3 separate regions of the Mus musculus genome follow, and all the other regions are linked to region 1. Evidence: chromatin contacts called from public ChIA-PET and promoter capture Hi-C data. All regions are on one chromosome and are shown on one strand. The core of a region is the stretch at or near the end of the contact, and the rest is flanking DNA. Distances in the headings are between cores, read along the strand shown. Region 1 holds the start of Snrnp27 (small nuclear ribonucleoprotein 27 (U4/U6.U5)). Region 2 overlaps Nfu1 (NFU1 iron-sulfur cluster scaffold). Region 3 holds the start of Gfpt1 (glutamine fructose-6-phosphate transaminase 1).

The links. Promoter capture Hi-C pulls out the DNA fragments that hold promoters and counts their contacts. ChIA-PET counts read pairs in DNA pulled down with a chosen protein or histone mark.
Region 2: a contact with region 1 is called in a promoter capture Hi-C map of embryonic stem cells, with 2.4 times the contacts expected there. The contact joins the enhancer-like site here to the promoter of Snrnp27 in region 1. A contact is called at or near these places in 3 of 39 promoter capture datasets (embryonic stem cells and hippocampal neurons), 3 of 115 datasets of contacts at active chromatin or transcription factors (the 230-238 cell line, embryonic forebrain and memory CD8 T cells) and 2 of 9 other capture datasets (embryonic stem cells and pancreatic islet).
Region 3: an RNA polymerase II ChIA-PET map of memory CD8 T cells shows a contact between it and region 1, with 16 read pairs. The contact joins the promoter of Gfpt1 here to the promoter of Snrnp27 in region 1. A contact is called at or near these places in 2 of 39 promoter capture datasets (hippocampal neurons and neural stem cells) and 3 of 115 datasets of contacts at active chromatin or transcription factors (cardiomyocytes, extraembryonic endoderm stem cells and memory CD8 T cells).

The regions. Positions count from the first base shown.
Region 1 is chr6:86,682,188-86,686,372 of GRCm38.p6, reverse strand. Snrnp27 (small nuclear ribonucleoprotein 27 (U4/U6.U5)) reads left to right here and starts at 1,882. Exons shown (of 6, transcript NM_025665.2): 1 at 1,882-1,926; 2 at 3,397-3,517. The coding sequence starts at 1,893.
Region 2 is chr6:87,020,110-87,024,453 of GRCm38.p6, reverse strand. Nfu1 (NFU1 iron-sulfur cluster scaffold) reads right to left here. Exons shown (of 8, transcript NM_020045.3): 5 at 3,615-3,735; 6 at 1,266-1,326. Among named protein-coding and RNA genes, the nearest start is that of Nfu1, 12 kb to the right of the region's middle. Within about 2 kb of position 2,458, at least 8 of the 459 cell types and tissues checked have an H3K27ac peak or open chromatin away from gene starts, as enhancers often do. A contact at or near this core is called in embryonic stem cells, where this site is marked.
Region 3 is chr6:87,039,505-87,044,244 of GRCm38.p6, reverse strand. Gfpt1 (glutamine fructose-6-phosphate transaminase 1) reads right to left here and starts at 1,399. Exons shown (of 19, transcript NM_013528.3): 1 at 1,240-1,399. The coding sequence starts at 1,246.

The DNA of each region.
Region 1 (4,185 bases), core at 633-3,132:
GTGTGTGATATGTGTGTGGGGGTGTGGTGTGTGTGATATCTGTGTGTGTTTGATGTGTGTGTGTAATGGCTAAGCAGGTAAAAGTGCTAGGCACCATGCCTGTACGTGCCTCTGTGTGTGTGAACAAAGTTGTATTCATGTCACAGTGCAATAGCACAGTAGGTAATCTCAACTCTCGGGAATATTATTCCCAGAAACCCTCCTGTAAGATCAAATTCGGCTCAGTGGCCTTGTATCCCTCTCTAACACACTGGATACTATCCATGATATGAAAACAGCCTGTCATCTGCTTCCATGATGAAGATGGCAAGCCTCTTGGCAGAGCCCACATGATCCCTCCTTCACCCCAGTGCTGCAGTTGTGCAGGATCCAACATTCAGCAGGCATTCACAAATGTCTGTTACACTAACTTCATCGTACTTTCCAGCCACTTTTGAAAATTTGAAGAGGCTGTGCTAAGTGTTTTCATTACCTAAGATCCAAAGCCTGGCAAGGGGAGGTGGGAAGAAGGGGGCATATGTCTCTGATCACCCATAGCCCCCATGTCACTTTGCTGTCTTCTCACACCTCTAATACAGTGCTCTGGCTTCCTCAAATCCCCCTCTTGCACTGTGGACAGTGACTTCAGCTGTCCATAGTGGTTATCCAAGATTATCCCTAAAACTTCCTTATAAGTGACAGGAGATTCCCAGTGCTCTCCTACGGCTTGACACATAATCTCAAAAATATGGAAGTCAGGCCGCATGGTGGAAATTCTAGTTTAGTTGGGATCAGGTATAAAAGAGGCTGTACAAAAGTCTATTTATTTACCTTTTTTTTTTTTTCCTTAACATGATGACTAGTGGACCAAGTGTTTTCAAACTAAAACTAGCCTCTTCTGCCTCTTCCTAAGTTTTTGTTCTAGAAGCCTGTCCTCAGCTGTTGCCCGTCAAAGGCTGGCAAGAGCACTGGTTCCATCAGTAGAGGCTGCAGCCTTTCCCACTCGCTGTATACATGTTTTACTGCAAGAAGCCGCGTTCTTGTGTGTGTGCGCGAGCGCGCGGCTCATAAAGCCTTTCATTTTGAAGGTTACGGCAACATTTGGGAGGTTCCCTTCGGGAGTAGGATGGAGCCTTTTACTTACAAAAAACAGTAGTTGGGGCTGAAGAGATGGGAGAATGCAGTGGGTTTGCTGCTCACTTTCTCAGTGCCTACTGTCAGGTTCTCAATGGCCAGTTGCATGGAATACAAGGGACACCCACATACATACAAAAATAAAACGAACTCTCTCAAACCGCCATAGTAGTTTAGGGTGCAATCCCAGTGCTGTCACTTGCGCCAACATAAAGCTGACTTAAGAATTAAATGCAAAAGTCAAAAACAGCTCATGCCGATTAGAATTCGTGTGGCCTGACGTTGTAAGACACTCTTTCAATCCCAGCACTTGGGAGGCAGAAGTAGGCTGATCTCTGAGTTCGAGGCCAGCCTGGTCTACAGAGTTCCAGGACAGCCAGAGCTACACAGAGAAACCCTGTCTCGAAAAACCACAACAAGAAAGGATTGGTGTGATGTATTTTATACGTGTAGAGGAACGCTGGGAAAACAAGAGAGAACTGTGCTGGGTGGAGCGATACACAGGTGAGTTCTCCAGCAGGACAAAGGGGTAAATCGCGACAAGATTTAAAAAGAAATCTCAACTTGAAGAAGCGGAATTAGCGCCCAGTTCTTCCAGGAACTTCAGGCCCTGGGGCGACTTCCAGGGCAAGACTTAAGTCATCTGTTTGCTGGAGCCGCCGGAACCCTCGCCACGCGCTCTGCTAGTTTCCAGCCGGCCTGCAAAAATCAACTTCCAGCTGCTCCGGAAGTTGTGGGGTTGTTTCCGGGGCGGTCGGAGGAGGAGGAGGAGGACTCCGATGGGTCGAAGTCGTAGCCGCTCCCCGCGTAGGGGTGAGTCCAGAAAGTCTCACGGCTAGGGACGGTGTCAGGTGCTACCCACGACCTTAACCTCGAAGGCCCGGGAGAGTGCGGGACGGGGCGAGGCCGGGACCTGCTCTCCTCAGCCCTGCCCTGAACTAGAGTTCCACAGTCCCTTCGCTTAGCTCCTGGGGGACCGTGCATACATCATAAGTCAGCCTGCCTTTCTCTGTCCAGTCCCCGTAACCATCGTAGGTAACTTTACCGTGAAGGATTGGTGTGAGAATTAACGTCACCCTCCATAACATTCAACCTGCCTTGGCTCACAGATGCTTTCTAAATGTCGGTGCCCTGCCTGGGTCTTTAGTTGGAAGTGTTTAGAATTTGAGACCGCATATCCTAATGTCTTCTGTACATAAGACAGAGAGCATAGGACTGAGGCCGTGTAAGGTGGGACTTTGGGGAAACTCAGAGGATATCTGTATCCTCAGCCATGTTAAGGGATTAGAATTAGTCTCTAGTTGTTTAGAACAAGGCTCACCTTCAACTAATACTCAATTATCTTACTAGGCAACCAGGGCCTCAAGCAAATTGAGCCTTCGAAGTGCAGTAAATGTCCAATAGATTGGTTTTCCTTTGGGAAATACCTATTGTGTAGCATTATGCCTTACTTTGGCCAGTTTACTAATTAGTACAAGACATGGTAGAGCAAACAAGGGGGCGGGGATAGCCTCATACACAGCCATGCTTTCAGAAAACACAGAACTTTGTTTTAAAAATACGATTCTGACTGAAAAGATAATCTAATTGGATATTAGGCTATTGTATAAACGGTCGAAATATGGGTGATTTTAAAATACACCACATTGTTTGACTTTAAAGTAATTTAAGTGATGTTATGTGTTGAAATGTTAGTAGGGGTGTGTGTGTGTGAGAGAGAGAGAGAGAGATCAAGAGAACTGAACTTAGTGCCTCACAGATGCATGGCAAACAGGGCCTTACCATAACAGGGGTTGGTCTTGAATGATTGCTTTTTCTGCCTCCACTTCCCCAGTCCTGGTGTTACAGGTGTGTGCCACTATGCACAAGAATTACTTCTTGGTTTGTTTGTTTGTTTGTTTAGGTTTTTCAAGACAGGGTTTCTCTGTGTAGCCCTGGCTGTCCTGGAGCTCACTCTGTAGATCAGGCTGGCCTTGAATTCAGAAATCCTCCTGCCTCTGCCTCCCAAGTGCTGGGATTAAAGGCGTGTGCCACCGCTGCCCAGCATTTGTTTTTTTAAGACAGGGTTTCTCTGTCACTTAGCAGTGCCTATTCTAGAGCTCGTGGACTGGCCTGGAACTCACTGAGAAGGGCCTGCCTCTTCCCTGAGTACCATGCTCAGCTGACTTTTTTGTTTTTTTAACTGTTCATTGTGACTACTAGTAGTGGCTTGCATTATACTTCATTATGACAGCTCTAGGTGTTCAAATTAACCTTTAGCTCTGCTATTTTTGTGTTTGTTAGAACGTAGGCGGTCCCGGTCCACATCTCGGGATCGAGAAAGAAGACGCCGAGAAAGGTCCAGGTCCAGGGAGAGAGATCGCAGAAGGAGCCGCTCAAGATCTCCACACCGAAGACGCTCCAGGTGAGTGTAGACAGAAAATTAAACAAAACAAAGAAAGAAAAACTGAGAAACTTGTCTACAAGGATGCGGAGAACAAAGAGCCCAGGAGATGCCCTTGACTTTGCCTTTATCACTTAGAAGGGACTCTGGTTTTATGAAATGGCAGAGTTTAATCACACAGTATTCTAAAGCTAGCATTACTCATGGCAAATAGTTTAATTACAGTGTATCAGAGCATAGTCTTTTAAAAGATGTTAGTCTTATTTTCTGTGTGTGGGTGTTTAGCCTTTATATATGTCTGTACCTGGTGCATCAGAAACAAGTTTCAGACTGTTGCGAGCTGTGCTGTAGGTCCTAGAGCCCATTTCCTGTGGAAGAGCAGCCAGTGCTTTTAACCTCTAAGCCAATCTTCTAGCCCTAGGGAATTGTCTATAAGAGCAACAGGAATGATGAATGAAATCCCCTTAGAAAGGTATTTGGTAAAGAAATTTAAGTATGTGCTCAGCAACAGGTGACCCACAGGGACTGACGAACTCTTCAAAGACATCAGTAGGCATTTAGAAGTGTGTGTGTGTGTGTGTGTTCATTTTTAAATTTTCTGTTGCATTTGAAAGTGTGCAGGTGTGCATGTGAATGTCAGGGATAACTTGGGAGTCACTTTTCTCCCATGTCCTGCATGGGTCCTTGGA
Region 2 (4,344 bases), core at 1,209-3,708, 340 kb before region 1:
TATTATATTTTTGTTCCATAAAACTCTTAGATTCATGTTCTTGCAGGAATTCATCTTTTCATTTATTTTATCTAATATTTTGTTTTGTTTTTCAAGACAGGGTTTCTCTGTGTAGCTCTGGCTATCCTGGAACTCACTCTGTAGACTACACTGGCCTTGAACTCACAGAGATCTGCCTGCCTTTGCCTCCCTAGTGCTGGAATTAAAGGTGTGTGCCACCACCACCTGGCTACTTAGCCAGACTCTTACTATTAAATATCTAAGTTGTTTCTTTAAATAACTAAAGAAGAATACATTTTCTTTAAAAATCTGGACTTAAGGGCTGGAGAGATGGTTTAGCAGTTAACTAACTGTTCTTTCAGAAGTCCTGAGTTCAATATTGTTCCAGCAACCACATGGTGGCTCACAACCATCTGTAATGAGATCAGATGCCCTCTTCTGGTGTGTCTAAAGACAGCTACACTCTACTCATATAAATAATTTTTTTTTATTATTGGGTATTTATTTCATTTACATTTCCAATGCTATCCCAAAAACCCCCCACACCCTCCCACACCCACTCCCCCACCCACCCACTCCCACCTCTTGGCCCTGGCGTTCCCCTGTACTGAGGCATATAAAGTCTGCACGACCAATGGGCCTCTCTTTCCACTGATGGCCGGCCAGGCCATCTTCTGATACATATGCAGCTAGAGACACTCATATAAATAATTAATAAATAAAAATTTTAAAAAATCTGGACTCAATGGTCTGCAGTGAGGAAAGTGGAGACAGGCTGTCCACTAGTCTTGTGTTTATTCCTGTTGTTTGTCTGCTTGCTTTGCTTTTGAGGCACCGTCTCACTGTGTGTACCAGGCTAGCCTCAAAACTCACAGAGATCCGCCTACCTGTTTCTATAGGGACTAAAGGAGAGTGTCGCCAAGCCTAGCTTCTGTCTTTCCTCTGTTTGTGGCAGTTGCCACATGGGTGCTACTCTCGTCACAATCCTCACAGATATGATCCTAAAAAGACTGTGAGGAGAATCCCTCTTGCCTCTCTCCGTGTGGACTGCTGCAAAGCAGACTGGGCACTGAGGCACAGCTCTCTTTACGTTTAACTGCAATGATGACCTATGCTGGTTTACAGTGATGATGGATCTGGAGCCCTGCTCCGATCTCCTGATGAAAGCTTGCTGCTTTAATGAGAACGGTCTCTGCAGCACTAGATTTCAGGGCGTGGGGCATGGTATGCAGCGTGGCGTGGGGTGGGAGGATGCTAATACCTACCTTATTCTAGTATCTAGCAGTTCTTTAATCATTGCCACGACTTCGTCATCTTCCTCAGAGCCTAGAAAAAAAAATCATAAGAAAACCAAGAGTAACAACTTTGAAGTCATATAAGCATAAAACAGGAAGGTTTTGACATAAAAGCATAGTCAAGCATAGTGGCACTCAAGTAGACAGAGAAAGGTCACAGTCCAAGGGCAGCCTGGTCTACATAGGAAGTTCCAGGCTGGGTAGATTTAGCAAGACCTTGTTTCAAAACCCAAAACAAAAGAAAAAAAGCCATAGAAAAATACCACCCTCCTAGCTGCAATCCTTCAGCTAGAAGGCCTTCCCCCTCACACAGGGCTTGGAGGTGGGTCCCTGGGGAAAAAGCTAGCCAGTGACAGAATATTTGGTATTGTCCTCTCAACAGCCCATTACCAGCTTTCTATGTGTAAATGTTGTCCTTCCAAATCTGTCCAAAAGATGACTATCTGGAATTATCGTGTTAAAAAGCAAGCTGCCTGGGAAGGAAGGAAGTCGTGCAACCCTCATCTCTGCAAAGGACAAAGAGATGGGAGGGACAGGAGCTGTCCTGCTGCTGGTCAGATCAGATTGGAGTGTGGCTTATTGAAGCATATGGAGTTGGCAGCTGAGCTGGGCTGAGACAGACAGAAGGACCAGGGTGAGGGGACAGGCCCAGGGGAAGGAGGCTGGAGGTGACGAGCTGGAGCAGTAGGGCGGATGCAGTGCGGGAAGCGGGGTTAAGCTGGTTCCCCCCAAAAAAACCTGCAATGTACTACATACAGTTTGCATTCTTAATACTCCCTTTAAAAATGGGTCTAAAGCAGCTATAGAAGAACTAACACTGTTTCTTGACACCTTCTCCAGAAAAAGTTAACATCTGTTGAATCTAAGTGAAAGCAACTTTGTGCCTTATTTATGGTGGTTCTGAATTCTCAGAATTTTTCATAATTAAAAATTTTAATTTTGTATAATATATTCAATGTCCATACAAATTTTAAAAATTGAGAAAACAGTATTATGAAGCTCTGTATGAAATTTTGTCTCATGTAAAATTGGTTCCAGAGCCAAATGCATTCAATGACAAAAGTGAATCCATTGCCCTGGGCTGTCTCCAGAACTAGACAGTAAGCTCCTCCTGCTGACGCTCTGGTCACAAGACATAGAACAAAAGCTGGGACTAACACAAAGTCCTCACCTGCAGGCCAGCTCACAGCCAGAAGGCACTGCGCAGGCAGCTGGGAGAGAACTGGGTCAACCCTCTGGCTCCGCGCGGCCCCGTGCGCCGCACCACTGACCAGACCGGGAAAACACTGCTCACCGCCTGCTCTAACAGTGGCAAGCCCCATGTCGGGTAACCGAGTGCTTTCTGATTGGAACTGAGGCCAGCTCCACTGGAAGGAAGTTATATCTGCTATTGAACCTGGTCAAAAACTTGTGGCGAGGAGGTCATAGACCCTTATGGGAAAGCTACAACTGTTTTATTAAATAGACATAATGTGCTCGCCAAGTTTCTTTTTAAATGACCACATTTATGCCCACAGATTAGTACTGCTATCTGGTTTGGTCAGAGTAGCTCTTCATGCAGTAGGTGTCAAAGTGCTGAGCCTAAGTGACTGTGGAATGCTCAGCCCTAAGTGGGACAGCCTTACCTGCAAGACTGAGACCATCAAGGAGTATTGGGGGAGGGGCAGAAGGACTGTAAGAGCTGTGGAATACCATCTGCCTGTTCTTCTAGAGGACCTGGGTTTGGTTCCCAGCACCCACATGGTGGCTTGCAATTAACTGTAATTCTAGTTTTCAGGGGATCTGATGCCCTCTCCTGGCCTCCAGCGGGACCACACACACACACACACACACACACACACACGCACGCACACGCACACGCAAGTGAAACACCCTGGAATGGGGAAGGAGGCTCTCATGAGGCCCCACCCTCACCAGGGACCTACACAAAGTTAGTGCTGGGGAGGAAGGATATCAGCTACGGTGGTGTGTCCACTGGTAAGGTGCCAGTGCTTCTGTCAGCAGCACTAGCAGGCCTCATGTAAGCCTCTCACAGAGGAAGCAGCAGGAGATGGAGGTGGGGTTGGTGGAAAGAGGGAGAGGATCATCAGGCGTGAGGGAGACAAGGAGGAGCAATAGACGTGCTTACGATCGAAACACATTATATACATGTATAAAAGGCCTTAACTGAACCCATAATGTCGTATAATTAATATGTTCATAGCTCTAATAAAAACATTTTAAAAGTCTGTATTCTGTCACTTGGCATCCAGGTGAATGGGAATGAGGTAGGAAGTCAATAAAGACTGGACAAGCATGGACAGACCAACACAGCGCTACCTGCTTCTCCCGGAGGCGGAGGCGTCTCCTCGGTCACTAGGGGTAAGCCAGATGCAAAGAAGTCCATAATTGTGGCATAAATGTCTGGTTTCAGTAAATTCCAGTCTAACTCTTCATTCTCCTGTAATCACATTGAAGAAGCATGTTGCATTTCCAGCCAAGTACAGGACAAATCCAGATTCCCACCTTTTTTTTTTTTTTTTCATTTTGAGACAGGGTCTCACGTGCAGCTCTGACTGCCTGGAACTCACTACATACATTCAACTAGCCATTCAACTGGCAGAGAGAGATCCGTGCTCCTGCCTCCTGAGTGCCGGGATTAGAGGTGTGCGAACTATGCAAATACACACACGTATCTGAAACTCATCACATGTGCACATGTGTCAAAAGAATGACTAGTACATACCCTTTCAGAGAGACCATGTGCACTGTGGCGTCTGACAGAGCACACAGGCAATTTGTTCATAATGTTTACTCGATTCCTTTTTCATCCATCAGCCCACAGAAAGAATTAGTAAAAATACAACTCAGGGGCAGGCAAGATGGCTCCGTGGGTAAAAGCACTTGCTACCAAGTCTGGCAACCCACGTTCAATGCCCACATGGTGGGAGGAGAGAGAACTAACTGCCTCTTGTAAGTTGTCTTCTGATCTATGGATGCCTGAACACAAACACACACACACAAAATAATACATGGAATTAAAACATTTAAAATTTTAAAAATTGTATAA
Region 3 (4,740 bases), core at 150-2,649, 360 kb before region 1:
TATATAATTCTCATGGTATCTTTTAGTAACACTTTTTGATAATGGGGGGCGGGGGTGAGGGGTAAGACAGAGTTTCTCTGTGTAACTGTGCTCCAGCTGTCTTGGAACCAGGTTGTACTCAAAATCACTGATTTCCACCTGCCTCTGTCTCCTGAGGGCTAGGATTAAAGGCGTTGTACCACCACCGCCCAGCTAAATAAGAAGCCTTAAAATATGGAATAAAAGAGCCTGTTTTTTTTAATGGTTGTAGTAAAGACATATGTTAAACAGGTGTACATGCATGATGTGGGATCTTTAGCCAGGACTACTACTCTCTCTTCCAACAAGATCAGCTCTGAGCCCATTTCATCAAGTTATTGATTTAGTAATGGTTCCTGTTGAGAGACTTAAGAGTGGCAGAAGTCATGTGGGGTATCACTGTCAGTGCGTTGGCTTGAGTTCTCGCAGGCCTGCCTAAAATAAAGTGACTAGAATTAAGTATTTTTAAGACTGCAAGATAAGTAAATTCAAGAAATGCTACCAGCCAGGAGTGGTCATTCATACTTATAATCACAACACTTGGAAGGCTGAGACAGGGCAATGTGAATTACAGGCCAACCTGGGCTACCAAGTGGGACCCAGTTACAAAGAGACAGAAAAAGGGGATTTGGGGGGTGTGGCTAAGGGAAAGAGTACTCACTCACTTGACAAGCTGCCTTTATGAGTTTAACCCCCAGTACCACACAGCATGTTCACAGGTCGCCTCACTCACCTGGTGGACCTTCCCCTAGGCATCCCTCCATACTTGGTCTCACTTTGAGCCTCACAGCTCTTCTAAGGTAGGTATTCATCTATCCTCTGAGCTCTATGCAAAGGTGCCCCTTGAACGCTCTGATACCCTCCCTGGCCCACCCCACCCCCAATCCTCTAGCCCCTTTAAGTAGCCTCTGACTCCTAGGGCCCCCACAATCTCCTCTGCCGGTCCCTCTTAAGCACACTAGCTCCGGCCGCCCCTTCAACACCGGAATCCCCATCTTAGAGTCCCTGCCTCACGGACAGCAGCCTTTCTCCCCAGAGACCCTTCTCCTTCCAGATCCCGGCTCCCCTCAGGACCCTCAATCTCCTCGGGATGCCCGCTCCACAAGCCCCCCTTCTCTTCAGGACCCCAGCCCCAAGGCCGCTCTGTTGACACGCGCTGTCCACCTCTGGCTTCACTGCGCGGGCCCTGCGGCCACCACACACCCCCATCGCTGCCCTTACCGCACATGATGTTGGTCACGGGCGAGGGCTGAGCTGTCGGGCGCGCGGAGAGCTTCAGAAGCGAGGGTGAGCTCGGGCCGGGGTGGTGGCAATGAGAGGACTCTGGGATGCGACAGCTCAGACCCGACAGTCCGACTCAGCGCTCGCTTCGCTCTCAACTGCCGCCCCGCCCCCCCCGGCCACGCGCGCCGCCGCGGCTCTCCCATTGGGCCGCGCCCGCGCCGCTCACGCGCAGGCATCGCCCGCCCAGCGCGCAGACGCAGAGCTGCGGGTAGCGACGTGGCAGGGGCTCGACCAGCATCCGCTTTAGGTTCCTGGAGCCGCCCGCTGAGGGCGAGCCGAGCCTCGGAGGAGGAGGAGGAAGGGAATGTTTACACAGCAGTTTGTGTGTTTCAAGGGGAACGGGAAGGAGGGAGACAGAGAGAAAAGCTGTAGGGCAGGAGGGAGAGCCTGGGACAGACGTGTCAGTGTGCAGAGCCACGGTGGCCGGAACTGCGCTGCTGGCGCAGAGGTGCGGGAGCCTGCAGGACGCCCTCGGGCAGCCATTCCGGTGACGACCTGAGCTGTAGGCAAGGTGCTCAGCGCCCCACTCCCTGCCTTCCTCACTGTTCTCTGCCTAAGGTACCACTAGTCAGTAGTCCCAGCACTGCGCCTGCGCTCAGGGAAGCTGTGGGCACGTTGTACTCGGGATCGCTCTTGTCGCGAATGAACTCTCCGTTGAGAAAAGAGGAGTTAGCGGGGCGTTCCCTTTCAGAAGGTTTAAATAATACCTTGGAGCAAAAGTAGCTGGTTATCAGCCCGCACTTGATAGCTCTAACGGAAATGAATGAGTAGGGCCCACAGAAGCACTCTCAGCCAGAATCCCCTTCCTACTGCTCCAGCATTCAAAACTGCACGCCAGGGTTATTCTACAGAGTCCCACATCACATCCTTGCCACTTTTAAGTGTGACATCTTTAGGTCTCCCCAAGATGGTTTTAACATCTCATCCTTTGATCTGTCTCATACAATAACAGACTTCTTTGGTTTTTTGTTTTTTGTTTTGTTTTTTGTTTGTTTGTTTGTTTTGAGACAGGGTTTCTCTGTGTAGCCCTGGCTGTCCTGGAACTCACTCTGTAGACCAGGCTGGCCTCGAACTCAGAAATCCGCCTGCCTCTGCCTCCCGAGTGCTGGGATTAAAGGCGTGCGCCACCACGCCCGGCTATAACAGACTTCTGTATTAAAGGTGGTTTTTTTCCTCTCCCCACTAAACTGTTAAGTTCCTTTATGATAGAGTGAGATTTTTTTGTTTGTTTGTTTGGTTGGCTTTTTTTTTTTTTAATAACCAACACTTGCCTAGTCATAGACCAGAGCAATACGTGGCAAATTAAAACTGTTCTGGTGGCTGGAAAGAGTGATAAAAGCCTTATAGGCTTGTCCTAAGCTCTTTGTATGTGCAAGGAAGCAAAGGCTTTTCAGTTTTTTTATCGCCTATCTCAAATAGAGGCTAGAAAAAGTAATCAAGGAAGTATTTCTCATCTAAAAGGCTCTTCATTATTCCAAGCCATTACACAGGTCCCTAGATTACGTTGGCAGAGCTAACACAGTGACATGTTCCTTAGAGGACCTCTTAGAGACCCTCCCCTGGAAGGCGACTTGAATGATACTGCACAAGAACCGAAGTGTGGTTCTGGTGCCTTGCCTCCCTTGTTTGCTGGCAGCAAACCTGTCGATGCCACAAAGGAAATGGCAGTAGTACCAGCAAAGTGTTTCAGCTACAGTACTTTGTTCAGCTGTGCCTACCGACTCACAGTTCCTTATCTTACCCATCTCCGTTCTGCTGCTGTCTGGGTAGGTGCTCAGCACCAGCTGAAAGGAAACTTTAAAGGCCAATGCTCTCCAGCCCAGCCTTGAACAAGCTCACTAAACCACCATACAAAGAATGCTTTGTAACCATGTGCCAGCTCAGACACTGCCCCTCCTCTGTGTAGAGCTCTGCCTTCTCTGGGCCTGTAAAAATAAACCCAGAGGAGAAAATAAATGCTGTGTGAAGGAAAGAGGCCATCTGAGCCTAATTTGAACATCTGAGAACACGGTTTTTTTGTTTTGTTTTGTTTTCTCCTAACCAGCAACACTGAACAAATTTAAGGAGGGAGAGTCTCTGTCTTAATTAGGGCTTCTATTGCTGCAACAAAACATGGTGACCAAAAGCAAGCTGGGGAGGAGAGGGTTTATTTGGCTTATACTTTCACACTGTAGTCAATCACTGAAGGAAGCCACACAGGAACTCATACAGGACAGGGGCCTGGAGTCAGAAGCTAATGCAGAGGCCATGGTGGGATGCTGCTTACTGTCTTGCTCTGCACGGCTTGCACAGTCTGTTTCTTATAGAACCCAGGACTATCATCCTGGGGATGGCACCACCCGCCATGAGCTGGGCCCGGGCCCTCTCCAATCAATCACTAAGTAAGAAAATGCCTTGCAGCTGGATCTTATGGAGACATTTTTCTCAAACGAGTCTCCCTCCTTTCAGGCAATTCTAGCTTGTGTCAAGTTGATATAAGGCTAGCCAGCTAGTCCTTGCTTTAAGACTTTTTGACCTTCCTCATCTCTGTGATTTTTGTTTCCTGTAAGTGTCACAGCTCTGAAAGTAAACTCTTCCCTTACAGAGGTATTACAGCTCTGCTCTGCCTGTGGGGGGAAGGCTCCCCCAACCCCAGTGGAACAGCTCTGATCCTTCAGTCAAAGTGTTTCAGTTCTGCTCCAGCAGGGGGAGGTTTCCCCCCAAAAAAGTGTTACAGCTCTGCTTAGAGAGGTCTCCTGGCATTCCAGAGCCAAGGATACCATACAGTCACACTGCACAACAAACTTCACACGAGAGATGTATGGGGTGCAGGGAAGGGCGGGGAGTGACCCAGGAGGGCAAGAAGCAGCAGAGAACTGAGCAGAAGAGAGGTTTATAGAGGATTGGGGGGATGGGGGGGGGATGGGGGGAGTGCGGGGGGGGGGGGGATTCCAGAGTGGCCAGGGGTTGATGGGATTCTGTTTCTTGGCCCTGGTCTTGGGGTCAAGTCTGGGTCAAGGTGTTTTTCTTTGTCCTTTTACCTACATTCCCCTTATCCAAATTCTAATAAATAGCAATGAAAGTATTGTGTAAAATGAAATAGAGGTGCTAGGATACATATGTTTGAAATTTGAAGGAGTTTTGTAGTAAATCTTACCCAGTGGGTAGGAAAGATAGTGGTAAATAGGGAAGGAGAGACAGCCTGAGGCCTGTGAGAAGAAAAAATCGAAAATCTGAAGGCTGAGGCAGGGTAGGGAGTTTAAAGTCATCCTTGAGAGCAAAGAGACTTCCAGGCCAGCCAAGCCCCTGTCTCAGAAGACACACCGGGCTGGAGAGACCGCTCAGGGGTTTAGAACACATGCTGTCCTTCTGAAGGACCAGGGTTCAGTTTCTAGCTCCCAAATAAGGTGGCTCGCTGTGACTGTAGCTCCTGAAATGGAAATTTCTGGTTTCTTTAAC